4 separate regions of the Zea mays genome follow, and regions 2, 3 and 4 are each linked to region 1. Evidence: chromatin contacts called from public Hi-C data. All regions are on one chromosome and are shown on one strand. The core of a region is the stretch at or near the end of the contact, and the rest is flanking DNA. Distances in the headings are between cores, read along the strand shown.

Region 1 (2,976 bases), core at 346-2,845:
ACTGAAAACATTCTAAACGAGAGTCGGGCGGCCAACACAGTTAGAGCTTGTTCGTTTTAGTCTCAATCCATGTGGATTTGAATGGAATTAGGTGGGTTTAAATCCTAAACAAGTCAAAATCTTTCATAATTTTTTCTAATCCCATCTAGTACACATGTGATAGGAATAACCGAACAAGACCTTAAAAAGCTTATATTTTGAACCTGATAGATTTTGATCACAAGAGGTAACAAGGGGGATTAGTCAGACGTAGTGGCCCTCTGGGAGTGAGAGGAAGGCCAAGGTAAGGCTCGGGGAAGGCCAAGACCACGGTTCAAAGACACCAGCTAAGCTCTAGGCAAAGTCAGCATCCACATGGATAGGGAGTATGGTGGTTTTATGGTAGTTGATAGTGAGCCCGGTTGCCAAGGCAAAGTCATTGAGAGCAATCTTTATGCCGGTGAGGGCTCCCACATATGCCTAATAAAAAATAAGTGTGTGTTCCATGTACTGAAGAATGGGACAGGGAGCACCATCCGACATCTAGTCGCACCAACGACGAGAGAAGCCCCGGTGGAGAAGGATTTTGATAAGGCTCCCCCAATTAACCGAATCAAAGGCTTTATGCAAATCAACTTTAAAGATGGCAGAGAGGATTTTGCTACCATAATAGTAACATAGAATATCCATGGCATATGCATAATTCTTGGCTATGTTCCTTTTTTCACAAAGCCAGTCTGATCACCCCGAACAAGATCCGGAATATGCTCATGTAACCTTCGAGTGAGGACTTTAGAGATGGCTTTGGCTGGGCAGTTTTGGAGGCTAGTAGTGCGAAAATCAACATGAGTCCTAGCTGTCCCTTCCAGAACATATCTTTTTTTTCTTTAATATGTACGAGCGAGGACATCTTTAGGTAGTGTTTGGTTCGGTGTTAATAAGGGATGAGACGGGATCAACCCTAGGCTGACTTCATTCCTTATTTTTTGAGGAATGACCTCATACACCATTTTTGAAGAATATTTCTTAACCTGACTCTAGACCTCCAAACAAAACGCGGGTTAAATTAGAATGATCTCATCCCATCGTTTTTCGTCCTTCCTCGTCCTTCCATCCAAACATTAATGACTTGACAAAAAGTCCATTAGGGGACAAAAAGGGAGTGCGTTTCCTGAGCGAAGTTAATAAGATGGGTGACAATTTTGCAGTCCTGCTCCCGCCGACGAATGGAATCGGTCGTCCTACTCCATTTCCGTCAATAAGATGGGACCGGTAGCCGGTGTCGTCCATGTCCATGCCTGCGCGTCGGAAACAGAGCGCGTCCCGTGCCCATTCCAGTACTCTCGACTCTCGTGCGCACCTCGTATGCAGTATGAGCGTTACCAAGGCACACCGGTGGACAGCACAAAAGGGGTTGGGCTTTTTTTTTTGTAGCCCACGGTCTTGATGCAGGTCCAGGAAGACAGCACACAGGTCAGCCAGCCATTGGTTGGGCGTGTGGGCCGGCCGGGCCCCCTGTTACGTTTCTGAATCTCTCTGAAAACGGCCACATGATTTCGCGCCCTGAAACCCGCGATTACGGCAACGACTAAATAGAAACTGAAAGTGTACTGTATACCCTACACAAGCGTAAGCGTAACCCGCGTTCGTCTTCGTCGACCCCAGTCCCAACAGAGGTTCTCCCCACTGCCCAAACGGAGAAGATCAGAAGAAGAAGGGGAAAAGGTCAGTCAGTACGTCTACCCCTCCTCCGCCCCGTTGTTTGATTCCTTCCTCACGCCGCCTCCGTTCCTTTCCTAGTCCGTCCATGATAGGCCAGGCCTAAAGTACTATGGATGACCAGGAGAAGCAAGTCGATCTCGCGTCGATAGGGGCGCGGGAGCATGTGGTCTCGCCCTGATCGCTGGATCGCTTGTCGCCAGGTCCATCTCCATCCAGTCAGCTCCTGCAGTTAAGCATCAGCCCCTCGGTTTCGAAAGTCGTCTAGCTTCCGGGTCGCAACTGATCGAGGGTACCAGGTCGCAACTGATCATTGGTCCCGCCCGCCGCACACACGTCAGTTCTATACCACAAGTAGCAATGGAGCTTCGAAGTCGGAGCCTCTTTAGAGGGAGCCAGCCCAGATCTGTGCATTCTGTTTCCCACTTGGGGCTGATGGGTATATTCGGAGTGACCTGGAGATTACTACTAATACTACTACTAGTTAATTGCTTCCTGCCAAAGCTACCGCCCTTCCTTCTCACCTTTCGGCCGCTACACACTCATCTACAATCACTGCTAATCCATGCATGCATCACAGTAATTAATCATCATCCCTGCCTCTGCCTCTGCCTTGTAAAAAAAACTAGACTCACTGTCATAACAATCGTCGTCGTCATCATCATCATCTACATGCATGATCGGCATCTGATCTACTACTTTTTTTGTCTCAGCGCGCTAGCCACGCGAGCGGCGTTGCAGATCTTGTTCACTCATGCTCTATAAGTGGCAATCATAAACCGCGCCAAATCGGCCATTAGCAGGACCATCTCCCCTTGCTCCTCCACATTAGTACACATTACTCTACTTCTCACTGGTTAATTAGGTTGGTTTCGGCAAGGTCCATTCCGAAACAAGCAATGTACATGTACTTGCGCGCGGTATATATATCCTTGTTTAGTGGCCTACTTGATCACCAAGAGTTCTCACAGGGGGGAATCCGGGTCAGATAGAGATGGGGGGGGGGGGGGGGGGGGGGGGGGCAACAAAAGTATGAATTCCGAGTATAATGCGTCGTATATAGAAAGATTTTGTGGGGGGCACACTACTTATAATAGTACTGAGTAATCCGTCTAGCCCTTGGTGCATTGTGAACCCCGCATGCTTCAGCTTGTTTGGGTATGTCCTCACAATATAAAGACTCGGAGCGCAGGTGTCACAAGCTCAGTGCGTCCAGAGCTTCCTGCTAAGGTAAGCTCCTCTTCTCTCTCTGGACTGCTTTGCCTTCGATCTGTTCTT
Region 2 (2,976 bases), core at 226-2,725, 420 kb after region 1:
CTTTTACTAGTGCCTCCCAGATCAAGAAACCACCAATCAGGATCCCGGACTCGAGGGACGTGGACCCAGTCTCGTGGCGCGCCAGATTGCTCCGGTGCCCCGGGCAGAGCTGGTTTTTGCCATGTTTTTTCATGGAGCTACGGCTATCGGGCCTTTTGGGGCTATGAAAGGACCCCTATGGTGACCTCCTTCAGAAAACTCCAATCACTCCAAGAGCATACACAACTCCGACATTTTGCGATGACGTAGTTTAATGATTCTAGTGAGATCCAAGTGCTGTTTTGAGCTGTTTTCTTGTGACACTTATGTTTGCGCTCTCGTGTGTATTAGTTATGCATGCATGGTTAAATAGTTAGTTGTTAGTGCATATTTGTGCTATAATTGTTACATGACCGAGAAAGTAGGTTGATATTAGCTCATATATTGGCAATGGAGTTAGTTTGTTGCTGTTGTTATATTACTTAGAAAGCTTCATGAGGTATATAGGTATTTCAAATGCAGTTCTTAGTTGTATTGTTAAATGTTTGTAGGTTTTTATAATTATTTACATTGTTGTAGGTAAAATGCCAGACATAGTGTGGGAGGATGGAGAGAAGATTGGTCAAGATTTGAAATGCAAGTATTGTCATGAAGGGAAAAATGGTGGCAGTGCTACTTGTTTCATGGAGCATTTAGCACATCAAAAGAAGGATGCCATGAATTATCCATTCGTTCCTCTTGAAATAAAGAAATTCTTTACTCGTGAGCTAGACAAGACAAAGGAAAAGAAGAGGCAGAGGATTCAGCAGAGGCAATGTGCAAATGAAGAAGTAAGAACTCATTATGCCGAAGAACAAGATGATGATTATGATGCTGAACTTCAGTCTGCACTACATCAGTCTCGACTCTCGAGAGGAGCATGAGTTCAGTCAAAAAGCTGGTGCATAGTATGATAGGGATGGTGGATCTAGGTCGAGTTAGCGGGCACCGCAAGGATCTGGCCCACTGCCTAAGATGTTTAGAAGGACTCGGTCACAAGTTCTAGAGCAGGTTAAAGATTACAGTCTTGGTGTAAGCTGTGGACCACGTTAACAAAGGATAGACACTGGTCCATGGACGAGTAAGGATACAAGGTCAAGAGAGATTCTTGGTAGGGCTTGGACTAATGCTTGTCATGCCATTGATATTCGTAGTAGATAGGTGGATAACTCTTACTTTATGGCAGCAATTATTGAGAGTAAAAAACAAGGTCAGAAAACATGGAGTTTGACACACTCGTTCTTAATAATTTATCCTAACTATCTCTAGCAGGTTACTCATCTCTATACCTATATTTAAACTCTATTATGTAAATAGTGCAGTCTACATAATAGAATAATAAAAACAGTGTTTTAGATAAACTATAGATAGATTGATAGATTGATGAACATGGTCTAAAAACAAAATGAGACAGCCTGACATGCCTTGTGGCCTTCCTTGTCTTGTCTCGACGCCCCGCTCTGGCGCTCTCCATTCCGTGACGCTGCTGCTGCAGCAGCGCGCGATTAAAAAATAATAAGGTCAAAGCCGCTGCGCCGGCAGGCGGCAGCGACCAACCCCACCAATTTCCGAACCCAACTCAACCCCGAGGCCCGCGCCCTCTCCGCCCGGCGCAGCGGCTGCGAGCTTGAAGCCGTCACCGCCCCCGCCGCCGAGGCGAACTCGAAGCTGCCTCCGCCACGGCGAGCTCGAGCCATTCCTGCGTTGCTGAACCGCCCCCGCCGTCTTCCTTGAAGAGAGAGAGAGAGAGACACACACACAGAGGGAGGGAGGGAGGGAGATTTGCTTCCTCCTCCTGCGCCGCTCCATTTTGAAATCGATCCCGTTCGTTTCGGTTGCCTTCGGCCTCGGCGGTGGGTCCTAGACTCCTAGGTAGCTCGGTTGTTGTTTCTACGATTCACCTCGTTTTTATTACGTTGTTGATTTGGTCCACCGCAGTGGAGTCGTGGAATCAGGACGCCAGGCGCGTTGCGTGAGGTTGGGGATTGTAATGGTTGCCTAGCATAGTTGCTCAGTCCTCAGCTGTAGTTCAGGAGCAACTGTTCCTGCTCCCTTGTTGCCGTTCCACCTGGGATCGTGTTGGGATCGATCACAAACCGAACAATTGTCGGCAATCTGTGCTTATTTACCTCCAATTCTAATTTCATGGACTTAGATTTGCTCAAAGCTTCACACTAATAAACAAATCAGGCAGGGATCTGAAATGGTTAGGCATAGTCACATGATTGAGGTTGATGCACATATCTGAGTGTTAATAAACTTGTTCTCAGGACTGGCACGCTGGCTGGGTAGTTTATCATTTATCTTCACAGAAGGAAGTTTCTCTATTGGAACTTTAGCATACACGGGGGTCAGAATCTCAAATTTCCACCTGATAATATTCCTTCAATACTCAATAGTATATTAGTATGCTAATCTAGTTCACTACTTTATTAATCTAATTTCATCCATTCTGTTGGAACAAGTTTAAAGTCAAAGGGATCATCCCTCACTTGTAAATCAAATCCAGTACTTAGTTCATGTTTCCTTTCAGTATCTCTTAGCTGTGTTTTAGAATTCTAGTTCATTAGTGCTGATGTCCTGTTGAGAAGATAATCGTATGCCATATTTGAAGTGAATAACTAATCACTTTCCTGTGGTAAATTCAGATTCATGAGAAACTCGCATCTCACACTAATATTCTAATTCAGCAATTTGTTATGAGCTCCAGTCTGTTGGAACAATATCAAAGCCAAAGGAATTATCCTTCACCTAAAATTCAGATCTTAGTTAGTCTATACTCTATTTGATTAATCTGTTGTTTATGTTTTCAACATCCAGCTTATTATGTGATACCTTGTTCATAAGATCACCGTGTACTGCAATGATCCAATTCATTTGAAGTGATGCTTAACGATTTTCTATGTTCAGGTTCATGAGGGGTTCAAGAATGAATCCAGGTGACCGTAGAACGCGGAG
Region 3 (2,976 bases), core at 280-2,779, 310 kb before region 1:
ACGGGCTGCGGGAGTGAGTGAATGATGAGCGCGACCAAAAACGCCGCCGGCGCACACACAGATCGACCGGAACAAAATTCAAGTCGCGGGGTCAGAGGCCAGCTAGCGGAGCTCCCCAGATCGCCGTCATTGACACCTTCGCTAATCCAATGTCTTCGTCTAATGTGCTGCTGCTGCTGCTGCAGCTGCCAAACTTGGCTGCCTTCACCATCGAATTTTACTTGCAAATTTGTTTCCGCTCTCGTGGCGGCTAGCTAGGCGCTAAGCGCTACTACTACTACTGTACTAGTAACGAACACCGTCATAGCATCTTCGAAATTACACAAAATAAAGAGATCTTTGGCCCCGGCACGCCGGCGACGACGAGGACCGGTCGGCGAGGCCGCGTCATCGGAGCCGACCCATATCAGCGAGCTTCCGGGAGGCGTTGCGCCCGAACGACGCGAGCCGCCGGTGGCTGTCTCCCAGCGCGGAGGGGTCCGGCGGCTGGCACCGGCGCCGGCCGCCGGCGGAGCTGGGCCGGACGAGCGGGCTCAGGCACACGGCCAGCCCCGAGACTCCGTCCCCGCTGGCGCCCGAGCCCGCGCCGTGCCGCCGCCGGTGCTGCTGTCTGGCGGGCGACGGCGAGGGGAACCACCAGCTGCCGCCGCCGGGGGACTCAGGCTCCTCGTCCTGCGGCGCCGGGAAGGACTCAGGCTCCTCGCCCGGCCTCCGCTTGCGGCGGGTGATCGCCGAGAGCCACGAGGTGGACCGCCGGGGAGGCTCCTTCCTGTTCCTGCCGGCCTCTTCCCGTTCCCGCCCGTGCCGCCGCCGCAGCCTGCCGCCGAAGATCGCTGACAGAAAGGACCGCCGCGGCGCGGCCTGCTTCCTCCTGCTGCCGCCGCCGGTGTCCTCCCCGTCCCCGGGCTCGTCGCCGCGGAACGCGGGCCCGACCTGCGGCGTGCGGAAGAAGAGGAGGCTCGGCTGGTGCTGGTACGCGGACGACGACGACGACGAGGAGGAGGTCGCGTAGTAGGCGCAGGCGTCGGAGCGCCGGCGCTGCACGTACGGCGACACGGAGCGTGGGAACGTCCCGGTTCTTGCCTCGTCGTGGCCGTGCTGGCGGTGGCGCCGCGCGGGCAGGTGTAGGGGCGGGGGCGAGCTGCTGCTGCTCCCGTAGCCCCCGTCGCTGCTGGCCTCGGCGGCGGCCTGGGCGCGCTCGGCGGCCAGCGCGAGGAGGCGGTCGCGGAGGCAGGCCGCGCAGACGCCCACGGCGTTGGCGTAAGGGTGGAGCTTGCACCTCATCTCCCTGCGCTCATCAGGTCGGCCAGCCGCAGGCCCGCAGCAGCAGAGTGTCGAGAGGAAGGAAGGAGCAGAGGCAGATCGCGAGACTGCAGGAGACAGACAGCAGCAGACCGGTTGGTTGGTTGGTTGGGTTTGGATTTTGGCGTGGCCTTTGTATTGTACCAGCGGCGTTGTACCGCAGGGCGGCTCGGGTTTTCCCTGTGCTGTGCGCTGTGGCCTGTACGCGGTCCCCCTGGACTGGAGTGGTTGGGCTGGGCGGGCGATGACGCCGTAATGGCTGGGATTTTATTTCGGGGGAGAGAAGGACGACACGGGATGGGGTGCGTGTGCCCGAGGCTCGGAAGTCGGAAGTCGGAACGAAACGGAGTGATTCATCTAATAATATTAATTATGCACCGTAATTATTAACATTTTTATTATATAAATTTGATTAAAGTTAAGAACGTTTGGCTCGTCAAAAAAACAAACAAACAAAAACGACACTAATTTTAGAACCAAAGGAGTACATAAAAATCAAATAAAGTGACAATAAGCTCACCAAGGAGTTAGTATAAATATATACACCCGATCGTAGCATCTAGGTTCGTAACTGTGTTTCAATGATTAATGACGATGTAAGATTATTGTAACTATTGCGTATTTTGTAGAGACAAATTGAGTTAGCTATATCTATGCTCCTACTGATTGAGATCAATTATCAAGTTTTAAAGGAAGATCGAGGAGGTTAAGAAACACTTAGTTCATGTGTCAAAAAGTTGCTAGATTGCTAGATGTATAGATTAACAATATGATCTTTATTTTTTTTGTTTCGCCGTACTATTAATGAGGCATAGATGGGTAACTTTTCTTAGATAAGTCTAGTGTAAAAGTGGTGATGCACATTTCTAAAAACTAGTGTTGAGTAACCCTATAAGAGCCTATAAGAAGTTTAACAATAAAGTAAACTCAATGTGTCATGTGTGCGACAGACATGTGCACCGAATGCGTGATTGCCTTGTTTAGAACGACCGCTTATACATGGCCTGACCAAGTAGAGCAAATGATGTCATGCTGCTTGAAACATATAACCAAGGTGAGTTTTCGCAACAATCATAGAGAAACCAAGTTCAAGCTAGCGCATATATGCTGGTGCGCTCTTCACCATTAGCCCAAGTGTCGCACGAAGCACAATGACGATGACTTAAGTGATAGGAGCAAAAGATTTTGTCTAAACTTAGATGATGATTATAGCTCCACGTCACAGAAAAAGTGTGGACGCACTGCCCCATTGGTCGCGATAGGGCAAGAGCACACCAGAAGGAAAAGGACCCGAGAACTAGTAGCGAGTCTCCGTCTACATAGAAATAAATATTAAAGAAGCTCTAGAGGATTCTTGAAACTAAATTATTTAAGCAATTTAATAACTTGCTAGATCGTTCCATGGTCAACATGGATGAAGACACGAAAAGGGGGTCTATAGATTGGCCTTAAAAATTGATAAAACAACTTAAATTAGACAAGAGACGGCGGAAAAGACCAAATAAGAATATGAAAAAGAGTATAATAGTTTATTATTTATATTTATGAACTAGGCATTTTTTTAGTTTTTAAGTTATGTAATTTTAATTGTAACTTTAGAATTTTATTTGCTTAATCATGTAACCAGATATATTTTATTTGAATAAAACAATGTATTATATACTAATTAAAAGA
Region 4 (2,976 bases), core at 183-2,682, 290 kb before region 1:
ACTGGAGATATCTGCTTTGTCTTTCCAGTCAACCTGTCAGTTTCATCCTGGATTTCCTTCCGCACAATAGCTGCAGAGAACAATAGTTGTTGGCACCTGAGATAAGTACTTCAGCCATTTCTATGTACTGAAAAATAGCAAATCCACTATGAGGTCAAATGGCAACTGCTTCTTACTAATTTTATGCATTCTACTTACGAATACATGTTGCAAAGCATGATAAAATGCACATGATATTTGAACTAGCAGCACAACATGGGAAACACAAAGATGATCGTGCCATCTACACAAGTCAAATACTTCTTAGACCCCAATGGCAACGGCAGGTGCAACATACCAAATAAGGTAAGAGTGTGTTTGGTTGCAATGACAGGACGGGACGGGATGGGACGATCTCTTAAATAAGGCTGTCCCGCAACCAAAAGCACCCTAAGAGTGTCATCCGCATGGAGCAGAAATTTTGAAGAGACTTAAATAGGAGGCAATACAATTGCACAGTGGCAGAACCGAATTCGTTAATAACTGAATAGTAGTAAGAGACTGCTTCTGCTGGCAGAAATACAATTATTGATTTCAGTGAACGGTGCATCTTGCGACAGTAAACATAGCCAATCAATTATACTATGATTCAGCTTACCAACAAACCAATTTCATAGTAGCTTAGGAGAAGAATAACCCTATATCATTGAAGACATCGAAGGTTTCTTACAGAAATCAGTGAAGCGGCGCTTAGGCATGTGAAGGAACTCGGCATACTCCTGCACCCCGGCCTCTGTCTTGTGCAGCTGCAGGACGAGTGGCCTACGCGTCACGATCCCTTCCAATCCAAACACAAACCAAAAACCATAAAATTTCGAACTGAAAGAAAAAAGATGATTCCGTGAAGAAAGAAGGTAAAAATCTCTTCCTACCTGATCCTCGAGGCAGGAAGTCTCGCCCCACGATGCTCTCGAGCACCGATGATTTCCCCGAACTCTGTACATGGCCGCCCAATTAAGCGCCCTGTAACTAAGCTACGGAACAAAATCCTAGGCGAGCAAGCACCTAGAGGTGACGGAAAGGAGGCAGACCTGACCGCCGACGACGGCGACCGTCGGGAGCGCTTCCCAGAGGGTAGGGAGGGAGGCGGCGGCGTCCCCGCCGCCGTGGTCGCCGAGGACGGTGCAGGCACGCTGGATGCGGTTCACGAGCACGATCACGTTCTCCATGGTCGTCATCTTCGGGGGTGGGGGAGGAGGAAGCTCTGTGCTACTGTTGCAACGGAGGGAGCGGAAGGTTCTAGAAGGAAGCGAAGGAATCGAGGGGGGAGCGCTCCGCTGCCTGGCTGTGTCTGAGGTGTGCGAGCCGAGAAGATAGACTGACAGAGGCGTCGCTGCTGCAATCCGTAACTGCTTCCTTTTTTTCTATTTCTCTTCCGGTTTTGCCCCCGCCCTTTTGCAAGTCGTCGAGCGGGAACTGCTTTTTTGGTGAAATGAAATTAGTGAAGAGCTCTTTTAGTATAGGAAGTGTCTGATTTTTTCTATTGACTAGTTTTTAGTCTCTATATTTTATTTTATTTTAATCACTAAATTATCAAACTAAATTATCAAATATGTAAACTATGCTTGTTCGCTGGAACTTGTTATGGTTTTAATCCAGCTACGGCTTCTATAGTATTTTATCTTTATAAATTTATACAACATTGTTAGCTAGCCGAACAAATGTTAGTTTATGTATTAGTAATTTAAAAAATAAATTAAAATAAAATGTAAGACTAAAAATTAATATATAAAAACAAAATATCCCTTATTTATCTCAGAAAGGATTTCAAGCTGTTTTACTAGAAGTGTACATCACATCTCTTATGTAGGATTCAAGCTAGATTCATTTAGTCATCTCGAGCGAAGTGTGTATAGAATGTATAAAATATTGTTTTATATTATAGTGAATTATTTATAGAGTAGAGTTTGAAATATTAAAAAGGGAACGACCGGTGATAGCCCTACAATTGATGCGATGAAATTTCAACGTTTTTTTTTCTTTGACTTCATACGAGGTGGAGAAAAGTGAGCTAGTAAGGATAGTTTCGGAACGAAAGTTGAGGCGGCGGGCGGATAATGGTAGTGGGGCCTGTCGAGTGGATGGAGAGGGACACGATGGTTGGTTCGAATATTTTCAAAATTTCTCTCGGTGTATGGAACGGATACTGTATAAAGGTCTACAAAATTTAGCTCGACGAGTGGGCTCTAGCTCCTAGTGGCTCGAAGTTTAAGGGCTACTTTAGGAATCTTTCGGGATTTGAGGGGATTAAGATGAAAATAAACTAATTTTCTTTCCAATCCCTTTTAATCCTGAAGGGGATTTGAGTTTCCAAACTAGCCCTAAAACAAATCCGAAATGAACATGTTTTATGGCTCAAGAAAAAAGTGAGCCTAAACAGACTCGTGATTCGATACAACAACAATTTATTATATAAAATCTTATTTTAATTAGCATATAGTGTTGGTACCAAATAGATAATCAATTTATGTTATTTGAAATTAATATATAAAATTAATCTATTTTATGTATTATATTAATATTGTATTTATTTAATTAATTTAAGATATGTTACTTAATTATTTTGAAATTTTATATTATAATTTTACGACAACGTTTATGGCTAAACTCGTTGGTTTGGCGTGACCGAGCTACAGTAAGCCGAGCTAAGCTCGACTCGGCTCGTTTTCACCCCTAATTGTATATGATCGTTATTTTGCACTGTAGATAGATCTAATTAATTATGGTGTTTATAAAGCTTAGTTTGAAATAAGAGATAAGATAAGAGATGTGATAGGAGAGTTGCTAAAGATAGCCTTAGTCGTTGCTAGTCTATCACAATATTCAAAATTGTCATATTATATGAAATTATATAAGATACAATTATCCTAATGTATAATATCATATATTGTTATTTTTATTCCCTACATAATATTAAATATTAGCATATATCTCTAC

The links. Hi-C and Micro-C count contacts between places; a contact is called where the count stands out from the background.
Region 2: a contact with region 1 is called in a Hi-C map of ear, with 2.1 times the contacts expected there. The contact joins the promoter of LOC103637686 here to the promoter of LOC103637683 in region 1. A contact is called at or near these places in 2 of 25 Hi-C or Micro-C datasets (ear and tassel).
Region 3: a Hi-C map of ear shows a contact between it and region 1, with 4 times the contacts expected there. The contact joins the promoter of LOC100381745 here to the promoter of LOC103637683 in region 1. A contact is called at or near these places in 7 of 25 Hi-C or Micro-C datasets (bundle sheath, ear, leaf and 1 more).
Region 4: a contact with region 1 is called in a Hi-C map of tassel, with 7 times the contacts expected there. The contact joins the promoter of LOC103637681 here to the promoter of LOC103637683 in region 1. A contact is called at or near these places in 8 of 25 Hi-C or Micro-C datasets (bundle sheath, ear, leaf and 3 more).

The regions. Positions count from the first base shown.
Region 1 is chr1:98,008,512-98,011,487 of Zm-B73-REFERENCE-NAM-5.0, forward strand. LOC103637683 (VAN3-binding protein) reads left to right here and starts at 1,596. Exons shown (of 9, transcript XM_020546436.3): 1 at 1,596-1,704.
Region 2 is chr1:98,427,156-98,430,131 of Zm-B73-REFERENCE-NAM-5.0, forward strand. It overlaps LOC103637686 (probable methyltransferase PMT2), which reads left to right and starts at 1,476. Exons shown (of 7, transcript XM_008660316.4): 1 at 1,476-1,871; 2 at 2,929-2,976. The coding sequence starts at 2,933.
Region 3 is chr1:97,700,276-97,703,251 of Zm-B73-REFERENCE-NAM-5.0, forward strand. It overlaps LOC100381745, which reads right to left and starts at 1,530. Exons shown (of 1, transcript NM_001174550.1): 1 at 144-1,530. The coding sequence starts at 1,284. The coding sequence ends at 388.
Region 4 is chr1:97,718,889-97,721,864 of Zm-B73-REFERENCE-NAM-5.0, forward strand. It overlaps LOC103637681 (dynamin-related protein 1E), which reads right to left and starts at 1,433. Exons shown (of 15, transcript XM_008660291.2): 1 at 1,071-1,433; 2 at 912-975; 3 at 710-817; 4 at 1-70. The coding sequence starts at 1,217.